Regions from separate parts of the Mus musculus genome. Here region 1 is linked to region 2. Evidence: chromatin contacts called from public HiChIP or PLAC-seq data. All regions are on one chromosome and are shown on one strand. The core of a region is the stretch at or near the end of the contact, and the rest is flanking DNA. Distances in the headings are between cores, read along the strand shown.

Region 1 (6,929 bases), core at 1,835-4,334, 170 kb after region 2:
AGCTAAACTTCCGGTCCTGTATAGCACTGAACTATGTACTCTGACCAGAGAGGCAGCTTCTGGGTCTAGAAAGCCCGTATTCCTTCTAGGACTTGAACTTCTCCTAAAAGATGCAGACAGTACCATCTCTCTGGAGAGACCCTGTTTGCTGTTATTTAATAGCACGTGCATATCAACTACCGCACTTACTGCACCGCCATGCCAGTACCCTTACTGGGAATGTCTTCCCATCTCACCCCCTCCAGGCTTAGGATTAGACCTGAATGCATTCCTCTTGCTTTGCAGTCTTATTTGGAAATAAAGATTAGACACTTGCCTCAAAGCTGCTGATTTTACAGACACCCTCAGTTTTGCTTTTCAGTTCTAGGGATCAAACCCAGGGCCTGTGCGTACTTAGCAAGCACTGTACCAGAGCACTACATCCTTAGTCCCACATTCAGTATTATTTGCCTTTGAAGGTATACTAGAAATGTTCTCCCCTTACAATATGTTTAGAAACCAATTTAAGCACCCAGAAGTCACACTTTGAACCTCACCAACCACAATAGGGCTCACTGAAGCTATCTGCATTCTGAAAATTAATGTATACTAAAAATATTTGCTTCAAACTTGCATCTTCTTAAAAGCCACAGGATACTTCCTTAGATTGTGACTGTCCCTTGGAGCTCTCCAGTGAGCTAACGCCTAACCCAGGCTGGTCATGAGCCTTCGGGAAGGGCATCTTGACTTAAGTGAGCACGGCGATTGGCCGAGTCCTGCTGCACTCTGAGGAAGAGCACATTCAAGGCAGGACTGCTGGCTCACCATTTTCCAGTCCCTCCTTGGCAGTAATAGTTTTGCAAGTAGAAGAGAAAACAATAAATATACAAATAAATATTTAAAGAGTTATCTGGGTTTATTATGGTTGTAAGCTCTTCTCTACGATGTGTGCTTAAAATTTATAAGTCTAGATCTTAAGTTTCTTCCATCATTTCTCCTGGGCCTGACACATCCAGACAGCAGGCTTGCTGACTGTATGTTTTGTCTCATTACCTAGAGGAGCCCTGATTGGCAGGCACTGTTTATTTCAGCAGTCAGAAGGGTCACATGATTGGCCAGCACCACATGGTGAGTGAAATGGTGGAACCAGAGGGGTCATCTTGACTTGAATCCAAAGACTACCCTGTCCCCATCACTCTACACAGTTACCTGAGTATGCTGTGCACACGGTGGTCCTCTCCACACAGAAAGAAATAGACTCTTGCAACTGATTGTGCTGATCCCTGTCTCTGTATAGCCACCTTTTCTCTACTGTACATAGAGAGCTCAGAACAGGCTCATTCTTCTATAAGAAGTTATTTTTGTCTGCCTCAAGATATTATTTTATTAAATAGAGTATTCCAAAGCTTGAATTAAAAAGGTAACCAGACACACATGGGAAAATATTCATATTAAATCAAAATATCTATATATCATGAAGAAATAGATTAGAAAACAGTATAACACAGTGGTTTTCAATCTTCCTAATGCTGAGACCCTTTCATTACAGTTCCTCAGGTTGTGGTGACCCCCCAACTATAAGATTATCTCTGTTGCTACTCTGTGACTACAATTTTGCTACTATTGTGAGTCGAAATGTAAATGTCTTTATGCAGTATATCTGATATTCTAACCTTATGAAAATGTCACTCAAGCCCCAAAGGTCGTGACACAAAGGTTGAGGAGCATGGGAATAGTGCATCACTGACTATTTTCCTTAGAGGGAAATAGCTTTGTCTTTTTTTTTTTTTTTTCCCTTCACACACTTTTTTTATCTTGTCCAGAAAAAAGTTCCTTTTATGATGTTGCTATCGATTCTGGTGCAGAGAAAAGCATGTTTCAATGTTGAGTAAAGGTTTCAGCTTTTTAAAAAAAGATTTATTTATTTATTTATTTATTTATTTATTTATTTATTTATTTATTTTAAGTGAGTACACTGTCACTCTCTTCGGACACACCAGAAGAATGCATCGCATTCCATGACAGATGGTTGTGAGCCACCATGTGGTTGTTGGGAATTGAACTCAGAACCTCTGAAGGAGCAGTCAGTGCTCTTAACCGCTGAGCCATCTCTCCAGCCCCAGGTTTCAACTGTTTAAATCGCTGTCTATGGTGTGAACCATCAAAAAGAGCATTCAAGCAAAAATGGCATACTTTAGCACTGGCTTGTCACGCACAAGCACGTCATCCTTGCTAAACATATACAGTCTGGTGACTTAAACAAACCAACCAACCAACCAACAAACAAAAAACCAAAAAATAATACTTAATTCATATAATATGTTACAGCATCATGATTTATATGGAAGGACATTTTTTTACACTGATGGTGTCAAAAGTTACAAAGGAAAGTAGCTATCCATATTTCTATGTGATTACGAAAATCTACATGGTTTCAACCCAGCTCTTACGACATTCTGTGATTCAGCACAGGCTTCTTTGTCCTGACCCTGGAGCCGGGCTGTGACGGGAAAGAAACACGAGTATGACCCTTCTCAGCCAGACCCCACACTCTGTGCTCTACCATAAAAACTATCCTAGATATTATTTAGTTGCTTCCATCCTAAAAGATTGTAACCCCAAAGGTCAACAATCAATAACTTTCAGGTATCCCAAGCCCCCACCCTCACTTTAAGCGATCTGAATAAATGTTTTGTGCACTTAGTCGAAGCAGCCAGATTTAAGATGGCCCAGGCTTCTCACAGTCAACCAGCCCCAACTGTCAATGTTAAAATTTACAAACTGCCTCTTATTTCAATTACATTAATTCATAGATGAAGACAGTATTACTTGAAAAATAAAAGTGGTAGCTTAGGAGAAAAAGAGTTCTGGGTATCTTTCCTCTAAATCTTTACATAATATTTTTACATTCTTTCTTCAATTAAGGGAGCAGTGTGGGAGTGTAGGAGAGAAGAAAGGAGAGGAGACAGGACAGATGCAGAGAGGAGGGGGAAGTGTCGGGACATAGTTAGAACTCAGTTTACATTAAAACACAGCAGTTATGACATGGGTTTGAAGACACATGTTGACACAGCTGAGATGTCACTTGTACCTACCCACCCATGACTCACACATCAGTGCACATCTGATAACAACGATGATCAAAGCCTGTTGTGAGACATGGGGCAGACTCAGGCTTTACTTCTGGTATTTCCTGCAAAGCATCATAACTATTAGATGGGAATCAGTCATCCCCCACTAGGAATCAACAGGAAAGATACTTCAAAGGGAACAAGGAACCAAACATCAGTCGAAAGCCATTTCCTTGACTTTTAAGCAGGGAAGGAAAAGCTTTTCCTAAGAGGCCAGAACTGTCAGTTGGTGACCAGAGTCTGAGAGTCTGAAATGCAATCAGAGGCCACTCTGTCCACTTTGCTAAACCTTTGCATCAGGAAAACTCCCAGGAGAGCTCACTATATGGCCTGTCTATTTCAAGACAACAGGAAAGGGAGGAAATGTCAGGCTTCCACTTCTAACGAAAATGGTGATATTGAGAATGAACAAGCCAATCGATATCAGGAAAACAACCCAGAAAAAACAGAGGGTGAGAGCATAGAAGTCATTCAGTGCAATGCAAATTGGAATGGCAGGGGTGGCATAGAAACTGAACACTGAAAATTAACGTATCTCCAAACCGTTCAACATATTGCCTGAGAAGAAAAAGTGCTAGCAATATGAGAAAACCAAGATGAAAGACATGAACTTAGATCTTGGATCTCTCACATGTTAGTAGACAATACGGACTTTTAAATGCTAGAACTGAAGACAACAGCATACAAAAGATACCTAAATATAATACTTCTCAAGCCTACAGATGTCAGAAATGCAACTGAAAAACTATAATAATAAAACCACAGATTTAGTCTCTCAAAATAAGAAAGCAGGCAAGGGACCACAACTAGGTAAGGGACCACAAGGGAGTCATAGAATCATGACTATAAACCTGTTTGATATGGAAGTTGCACAAGCAAACAAACTGAAGCAACTACTCTCAAGGACACAGAAGAGAAAAAAAAAAAAAAAAGAACTAAATGGACTGCTTCAGGGTTTCTGGTAAGTCATGTTAACACTGCTACCCACTGAGTTCAAAAGCATACTTGTCTGTGCATGGCCACAGGACAGATCCCATCCCCAGTATTAGAAGGTGCTGCAGCCTGTAACTCTAGCAGTTGGGAGGTAGAGGCAGGGGGAAGAGAAGCTTAAGAACATCCTTGGCTATCTAGAGAGTACAAGGCCTGCCAGGGCTACATGAGGTTCTGAAGAAGCAGAGAAAGGGGAGAGGGAAAGGCAGAGAGACAGAGACAAACAGGAAAACAGAGAGAGACAGACAGACAGGGAGACAGAGAACTAACTCATAAAAACATACCATGTAAATGCATGTTCCTAATACATTTTAAATATGATTTATTAAGTAATGAACAGAATCCACATGACATTTTTTTCTGGAAAAAAATTACAGAAAAACCTTGGTTTAAAAAAAAAAATTATACTGGGGACTGGAGAGATGGCTCAGTGGTTAAGAGCACTGACTGTTCTTCCGAAGGTCCTAAGTTCAAATCCCAGCAACCACATGGTGGCTCACAGCCATCTGTACAGCTATACTGTACTCATAGACATAAAATAAATACATCTATTAAAAAATCATACTAATTATCTAAATTAAAGAACTCTAGAAAGCCAGAATTGGGGTATATGGTTCTTGAAAGTTCTACTTTTCAAATCGCTAGTAAGACCTGTGACCTTGTCAAGGAAAACCTCCCAAGGACCAAAAAGTCCATTGAAGGCCTGAAGACAGCCTGGGCTAGCAGAGTGCTGCCTCGTACACTTGAACGCCTGATGTGACCCCAGAACAGCAGAAAGTCAGCATTACACCTGTGCTCTCAGCACTCTGGGGGCAGAGGTAAGACGATAAGAATATCAAGGTCATTCATTCTCAATGATCCAGCCTGGGCTACATGAAACATTGTCTTTAAAAAAATGTCCAAGGGAAACAGTTCTGCTTTAAGTAATGTAATGATGGGCTAGAGAGATGACTCGACAGCTAAGAGCACTGGCTTGCTCTTGCAGAGCAAAAGGTTTGATCTCCAGCACCTCTATATGGTGAGGTGGTTCATAACCATTCCTAACTGTAGTTCTAGGGGATACAATGTCCTCTTCTGACCTCTGTGGACACTGCATGCATATACTTACATGAAGGTACAACATTCATACCCATAAAGTAGGATAAATAAATGTAAACAAATATAGCAATAGAACAGTCTCAAAACAGCATATTAATTCTTGCCTACAAATTGAGATTACCAGGAATTGAGGTTTTGTTTGTTAGAAATGATTACATTATTGCAAGACACGAATTGGTGGGAACATAAGAATATACCAAGACCACCAAAAACAAAACACAATTTAGAGCATTCAAAATATAACCCTTTGGCATATTAATAAGTTTTATTTGTTTGGGGACTCACGAACGGGCTTACAATGTAGCCCATGCTGGCCTCAAAACTCACTGCAATTTTCTTGCTACCACCTCACAAGTGCTGGGTTTACAGGGGTGAGGTACTGGGTACTGGGGATTGGACCCAGGGCATCATGCATTCTGGGTAAGCATTCTGCCGACTGAGCTACTTTAAAGAGAATCTGGTCTATAGACAACCTCTCTGAAACTTCCTAATTGGAGTGATTTCACTGAGAACATAAAATTGTAAGCCTATTTAAAGAGGCCAGCTGCTCCCTTAGATCGAAAACAAAAGCCAAAACCCTTTGTGTCATAGAAAATCTCAAATACACAAAAGCAAGAGACAGGTCTACCAAGTTCATGCTCACAGAACTGAGGAAAACTCTGAGTTAGGCCGTAGACCAATCCACTACATCTGCTCTTAATGTCTGGTCTTCTGTAGATTCTAAAAACCAGTGACTTTATAGGCATGGAGGGCACCTCTGCCAGGCATCAGTCCTACAGGAAAGCTCTTTTGCACGTGTGCAAACCAATGGAGCTTCCCTAAACTCCAATCACTTTTCTCAACCCTCATTCCATTAAAGATCTCTACCTTTGGACAGGTGAACCTTTGGACAGGTGAATTGGACCTCTCTCATCTTTATAAACTCATCTTTACAAACTTTCCATTTGTAACATTTTTTTTTTTCCACTGATTGACACACTATGTAGCAGGCGGGGTTTGGTAGCATTTCCAACAGTCAACTTCAAACCATCTGTACTGAACAGTCTAGAAAATGGTCCACAATTACTGTATGAGCCCATTTATTACATATAGAGAAAGGAAATGTAAGAGAATAAATAGTGAGTAACAGAATCAGTAGAGACAGAGCACAACAGCATCATGGGTACTTAAAATATCGGACTGAAAGGAATGGAGTAGCTTAGCTGAGAAAGAAACAAAAGGCAACACCATCAAGTCAGGGGCTAACAGACACTCAGCAGAAATCAGCCAGAGAGCAGCTAGAGCTTCTGACTGAAGGTGTCCCAGATGGAGCAGAGCATTCTCGCCAATGACACTTCCAATGAAAAGAACAAATAGTAGTAGCTAAACAACACCATCAATGAATTCCCAACCACCCAGCAGAAACAGACTGGAGAAGCCGAGCCAGTTTGCAACAGCTGGAGTTCTCAGCAGAGTCCTAAGCAGAGTTCTCCATCCCCTCCAAGCTTCTACCTTCTCTCTCTCACTGTCCACTACATTTTTATAGTTTCAAAGAAGCAACAGTAACTAACCTCAGCTGGAAAGTTTACTTGACAATGTTTTTAAAACCCTTAGTTATCTCTAGTCTATTTCCCTTTCCCAGGGAGATCCATGCTTTCTATAATAACATATACCTATCTTTTTTTTTTTTTTTTTTTGGGGGGGGGGAGGAAAGGATTTATTCAGCTTATACTTTCCACAATGCTGTTCATC
Region 2 (6,655 bases), core at 860-3,359:
GCCATTCCCCTTCATGGGAGAAGAGAGAAAGCAAGTGCTGTCTGCATGTGACTCCAGCTTTGCCAAATTCATGGCTGCTGATTCAGTGTTTTTGCTTCTTTAAAGAAATAGTTGCAGTAGCTCCTATATTTAACAAGCCAGCCAGCTTGTGCTTAATGCTTTATAAATACAAAATAAGGATACATTTTTTAGACAACAACAAAAAAGCCCACACAGTAATACTAAACAGTGCTGAGAAAGCACCATGATTTGGAACAATATGTTTGATGTATAAGGGGTTTTCTGCGTTTTGTTTGGATAGCTGTTACCTTAGAACTTAATCAAGTGGACCCTCCTCTCTTTTAGAACCCCCATGAGTTCTTAAAGTAGGGTGTTCTATATCCTGACTTATCTTGTTGTCACCCTGAGAATGCAATGTCACCTGCACAGGATCACTGGGCCACTTCACCCAGAGTAATATTTTCTCCCTATAATAATATGGCTTTAATTACAAATAGTGTTATGGTATAGAAGATTATAATGTACAAGCTCTCAGAGTCTTGAGTCTGCTACCTAAATCACATCATAATAAAACCATATAGCAGCTGTATTTGCATCCTGGCTCTACAACTTACAAACTATGTATTATACATATAACATTCATTCCCATAGGCTTGTTTACTAGTTATAAACTGGAGATAATCATATACGGTATATTATATATAATTATATATATATATATATCAAAGTGTTATAAGGACTGGATAGTATGGCATGCATAAAGGTTCAAGGCATATACTGGATATGGTGATGCAAGTCTTTAATTCCATCCAGAACTTGGGAGGCAGAGGCTGGAAAATATCTGTGAGTTCAAGACCATCCTGTTCTACACAGAGAGTACCAGGACAGCCAGGGAACACATAGTGAGACCCTGTATATCTTGCCCCACAAAAGGCTCAGCCCATAGCCTAGAGCAGTGGCTCTCAACCTATGAACTGAGACCCCTTTGGGGGATGCATATCAGATATCCTGCATATCAAATATTTATAATATGATTCATGATAATAGCAAAGCTACAATTATAAAAAATAACAACAAAATAATTTTATGGTTGGGGTCACCACAACATGAGGAACTGTATTAAAGGGTTGCAAAATTAGGAAGGATGAAAACCACTAGTCTATTCACATTATTAGAGTTCTGTAACGGTAGCTTAATCTGAAAAATTTTAGATGTTTTAAAAGTATGAGTATATGTGAGCATTTGCACAAATGCAATGCCTTGAGGAGGCCAAAGAGTGTGTAGGCCAAATACTCATTCTACCTGAAGCTAAACATGTTCAGTCCTTGAAGGTAAGTACACACAGCTTATGGTCCCTTGTTGCCCATCCCAAATCCTCAGAGCCACAGTCTGGAAAGATGTGAGCTTCCTAACATCAAAGTGATCCCTCCTCTAGAAGATCTCATTCCTGAAAGTTAAGAATCACAGATGTTTGGAAAGTATCAGCATACAACAACACAACAACGGTGTCTTAGTTAGGGTTTCTTGGCTGTGATAAAACACCATGACCAAAATCAACTTGGGAAGGTAAGGATTAATTTCACTTCACAGCTTTCAAATTCATCATGAAGGAAAGCCAGGGCAGGAACCTGGAGGCAGGAACTAGAGCAGAGGCTATGGAGGAGTACTGCTTACTGACTTGCTCTTCATGGCTTGCTCAGCCTGTTTTCTTATAGTACTCAGGACCACCAGCCCAGAGATGTCACTGCCCACAATGAGCTGGATCCTCCCATATCAGTTATTAACCAAGAAAATGTCCTACAGGTTTGCCCACGGGCTGATCTGGTGGGGACATTTTGTCAATTAAGGATTTCTTTTCCAAAATGACTTTAGCCTGTGTCAAATTAATATAAAACTAGCTAGCATGGACAGGGTTGTTTTGTTTTGTTTTTTAGAGAGCAGTCGTTGCTAAGGGGAAGTTTTATATTAAAGCAGAGCTTCTATAAGAACAGTGAAGATTGTGAATAGGCAGTGATGGGGGTGCATGGGCTGAGAACGGTCTCAGGCAGCTTCCTCTCTCCCTCATGATGCACCTTCTTTACAAGCCACACACAGTTCCCAGAAATCCCCTAGGGTGGTTGGAGAACTTCCTAGTGAAAGGGTCGCATAAGCCTTTCCATTTCAGGACAGGACATCTGTTAATAATAACCTATTCTAGCCCCATGGCTGTCCAGCTGGCTCTTTCATCAACATTAGATACCAACAGAGACTTTGGTAATGGTAGACTTGTTTATAACTACTGAGAAGTCACAACCAAGCTGGTACCCACAAGCTTACCTCACTCGCATCCTTGGGATCTTGTTTTGGTAAATTACTAAAGCTCAAAGTGGAAACTGTTAGCCAGCCTGACAGTCTTTAGCTTTACTGCAAAGGGTATATGTGGAAATCTCACCAGGTGCCTCTGAACTGAAGCAAAGACAAAGAGGGCTACAAAACTCTGAAGGTCTAAATCCGTCTTGTGGTTAACACCTCATTTCAGACATCTTCCCACAGACTGTGCAGAGAGCTACAACTCATCGGATTCTAAATCGGGCAGAGCAGGCATAATGACATTGGAGTATCATAGACAAGGTCTTGCCCTGGTGTCAAGTTTACTTCGCTCTCCCAAGCGGAAGGAATAAAGAAAGTACTGTGCTTTAACTTGGGGGCTATATATACACCTTCGTAATTACAGATGTGAAACCATCTTCCTTTGTACGGAACTTCTGGCTAGAACCATAGTTTTAAGGCTCTAGATAATAGCCTTCCAGAAGCTATTTGTATTTCTCTTCAGAGTGACTGTCAGTGGCATCTTTGCTTGCAGAAATGTACTCTACAAAGTTAGATAAGACTAGTGCATTTCTGAAAGCAAAAGGACTTTCAGTCCGGTTGGAAGGAGACAAAATGGTCATGTCAAGCATTTCCCACAGCACCACACATAACAAGGAAAACATCATAACCATGAAGTGGAAACAACTACACAGAACTTTGCAACTGCAGCTCTTCTATAAAATAATAGTAGTGTTATTCTCATTCATAAGTTAATTTCCAGGAGAAATGTATTTTGTGTATGACTATGTGCGTGTGTGTGTGTGTGTGTGTGTGTGTGTGTGTGTTCATGGAAGGATGCATGTATGCATGTGAAAGTGGGTAGACATGCACATGTGTGTTTTAGCCAGAAGTCAGCTTCAAGTGTAATTTCTCAAGAGACATTGTTTTGGGGGTGTTGCTGTAGCTTTTTATTTATTTATTTGGGAGCAAGAGTTGCATGTGTGCTATATAGCTGATGTGTGGAGATTAGAAGACAACACTATGGAGTCACTTCTCTCCTTCCATAAACACATGGATACTTGGGGTCAAACCCAAATCATGAGGTTCTTGTGGCAAGCACTTTTACCCATTAAAATGTATTGGCACAACTGTACACCTTGTTTTTTGAAACCGAGTCTCTCCCTGGGACCTAGGGTTTTCTGATTAGCATAAGCTAGCTTTCCAATTAGCCTAAGCTATATGGCCACCAAGTCCTAGGGATCCACTTGTCTCTGCTTTTCCAATACTGAGATTACAAGCTTTTTACATAGTGTTGGGGGTTGGACTTTGGTCCTCAGGTTTGTACAGCCAACATTTTCCTGACCGAGCCATCTCCCCAGCATGCAAGCCTTATTTTCAAAGGCAAGTGTTAATTCTGTCCAAGCTGTACTCTTCCCTACGTAGGCTATATTCTCCACTGGCACAGCTTGCTTCAATCTCTTGCAAATGGTCCCTTGCAAATCAATGAGTGGTTTCTAATCTAATAAAGTCATGTCAGCCTAAGTTTGATTTACTCTGATCATCTGTGCCCTTTACATCCGAACGCTCAAACTGGAGAGATTTATTTAATCCTAGACTCTGTGTTTGCTCTTGGAGAGATGCAAGAAAAAAAAAATCCTGAAAGGATCATGTTTTGCTAGTCGTGAACCAGAGAGAAACAGAATGTGTGGGTCTAGGAGACACTGAGAAAGCTAACTTAAAAACAGAGCCTGCTGCTCAGCCTTCTGGTTGAAGACTGGAAAGTGCCAATGTTCTGGTCTGAATGGGTGGCTGAGTTTCACAGATATCCATGCTGTTGTGGGATTAGTCACAAAATGGGAAAACTGTAAACCACTGAAATACAAGCAAATTAAAACAATTAAAAAAATAGTGTAATTTAATGCAGCACACAGACAAAATACTGTTTCCCTGCCAATGGTCATAGATTATATTTTGACTGTAGTTGAACCATTTAGGGATCTTTTTAATTAAAATATAACTATATCCCTTTTCCCTTCCCCATCCTTTCTTCCATACCCTACCAGTCCCCTCACCACCAACTTCCTCTCAAATTGATCGCCACTTTTTTTAAGGCATGAAAGATACAAGATTAAATACCAAGTATTTGTATCAACTACTCTTGCTCCTTTTCTGTGACTGACTAGTGTGGTGGGAAAGTCATTAGGTTGTTTTAAATAAAACTACTACACTCCCCATAAGGAAAAAAATTTGCTGGGGAGTGATGGTGCACACTTTAAATCTCAGCACTCAGGAGACAGAGGCAGGTAAATATGAATTCAAGGACAGTCAGGTCTACAAAGTGAGTTCCAGGACAGCCGAGGATACACAAAGAAACCCTGTCTCTAAAAACAACCACAACAACAAATCAGTAGAAAGTCCACAGGAACAAAGACCAGATGGGCAACTACAAAGAAAAGGAAACAGAATTTCAAAACCATATTTCCCAATGCAACTCCAAGATCTAGGTCAACTAATATAAAAAACAGAGATGAGACCTGGAACATTCATCAAAGTAATTAATATGAAACTGAGTGCTGAACAGCTGAGCCAAGTTGGTCCCTTGCAATTTCCAGAGTTATAATGACTGACTTTAAAACTGACAAAAGTCCCAAATGTTTCGTGGAGAAAGACAACCTGATTCTGACTGAAGAAATAGGAATTAGACTCTGATAGCGGATCCTTTAAGGTGCATCTATTTCCTCTGGATTGAAGCCTTCCCCCTGGAGGAAGCAGAGGAGGCTTGTATGACTCCAGAAGCTAAGGAAACTTACAAGACTCAGGAAGCTTGGGAAACTGACAGGACTCAAGCACTCAGGAAGTTGCAGGATTTACAAGGCCCCACCCCCCACATAACTTAATCTGAGGTGAAGGTGGGTAGATGCTGGGAAGAGAAGCCTTCTGTGAAATTGCCTGACACCTTTGTGGGGAGCTTTTAGTTTCATGATCTGTTGATCTGTGTCCCATGGTGGTTTTCTGTAATGGTCTCCATTTGCTGTACAGACAAGCTTCCTTCATGAGGGGTGATAGCTTATCTATGGGGTATAAAGATAAGATCTAGAATGCAGTAAAGCATTATATTAGTCTAGTAAGTTGACAGATTCTTCTTCAAAGGTTCATACCTTCACTAACCCTAGGAAGCTGGTTAGGTTTCTAGTAGCAGGCATGATTTCCCTCCTGTTAAGTAGACCTTAAGTCCAATTGGACAACTATTGGTTGCCACAGACATTTGGTTGCCATTACTACAAAGATGATCTTTTAGCATAACTTGCCGTACTGGAAATGTGATGGTTTATAGATGTCGCAGCTGAGAAGACTGTTCAATTGCTTCCTTCCCTTGGCAGTTGTCACTGCATGTTCTGGAGCCATGAAATTAGACCACTGGAAAGAGGCTTTCAGGTCAGATTCTGTTCAAGTCATTCAACTCATATGACTTGAACAGAATCAGCAATAGGAACCCACCCTCAGGCCCTAAGAGGCAACCCCTGGCTACATTGTTATTACTTGCTTTGAGAGTCACTTGGACTACCATAACCAGTCATTTAAAAGGTTTCTCGTACCTGCGTGCCTGTTACTTGAGTCGTTGTTTGTTTATAGTGGTTTTTGAGAGCATTGACAACCCAAGTGTCTTAACTCCTTTAAAGTATAAGTGTATATGCACATCTGTGTGTGCGTGCATGTGTTTGTTTGTGTGTGTGTGTGTGTGTGTGTGTGTGTGTGTGTGTGTGTGGTGTGTGTGTGTGTGTGTGTATGTGTGTGTGTGTGTATGGTCAATTGTTGGCATTAATTACTTGGTCAGTGGAGTCCTATTCAGGAAGTCCTCTCCAAAACCTATACCATGTAGGTTACTGCCTGTATTTTTTTCCTATCAATTTTAGTGTTTCAAGGCTCTGATTCACTTGGATCTAATTTTTTTCTCTATGTGGGCATCCTGTTTGCCCAGCAATATTTGCTGAAGATACTGCCTTTTCTTCAGTGTATGTCTTTTGCTTCTTTGTCAAATATTGGGTGACTGTAAATATAAGTACTCATGTTTGGGTCTCCCACTTTATTCCATTGGTTTACTATTTTTATGCCAACATCATACTGTTTTTATTAATATAGCTCTATAATATATTTTTAAGTCTCAAATAACACTCCCTCCAGGATTCTTTTTGCTCAGGATTGCTTCTGGCATTTCATCTAAGATATGACATATAATGCTATGAATAATGCCACATACATAACTGCTATAGTCATCCAGAACTAAAAGTCCAGATAATCACAACATAGGAAATTGCTAGGGAGAAGACATGTGTGGAGGTGTGCATGCAGCTCACGTGTCTGGAGG

Evidence for each region. HiChIP or PLAC-seq counts read pairs in DNA pulled down with a chosen protein or histone mark.
Region 1: an H3K4me3 HiChIP or PLAC-seq map of the SCID.adh cell line shows a contact between it and region 2, with 8 read pairs. The contact joins two enhancer-like sites. A contact is called at or near these places in 2 of 484 Hi-C or Micro-C datasets (cortical neurons and nephron progenitors) and 1 of 115 datasets of contacts at active chromatin or transcription factors (the SCID.adh cell line).

What each region holds. Positions count from the first base shown.
Region 1 is chr9:86,374,112-86,381,040 of GRCm38.p6, forward strand. The region is part of intron 8 of Ube2cbp (ubiquitin-conjugating enzyme E2C binding protein); the gene reads right to left. Among named protein-coding and RNA genes, the nearest start is that of Ube2cbp, 87 kb to the right of the region's middle. Within about 2 kb of position 3,085, at least 14 of the 459 cell types and tissues checked have an H3K27ac peak or open chromatin away from gene starts, as enhancers often do. A contact at or near this core is called in the SCID.adh cell line, where this site is marked.
Region 2 is chr9:86,201,207-86,207,861 of GRCm38.p6, forward strand. No RefSeq gene overlaps it. Among named protein-coding and RNA genes, the nearest start is that of Ube2cbp, 260 kb to the right of the region's middle. Within about 2 kb of position 2,110, at least 1 of the 459 cell types and tissues checked has an H3K27ac peak or open chromatin away from gene starts, as enhancers often do. A contact at or near this core is called in the SCID.adh cell line, where this site is marked.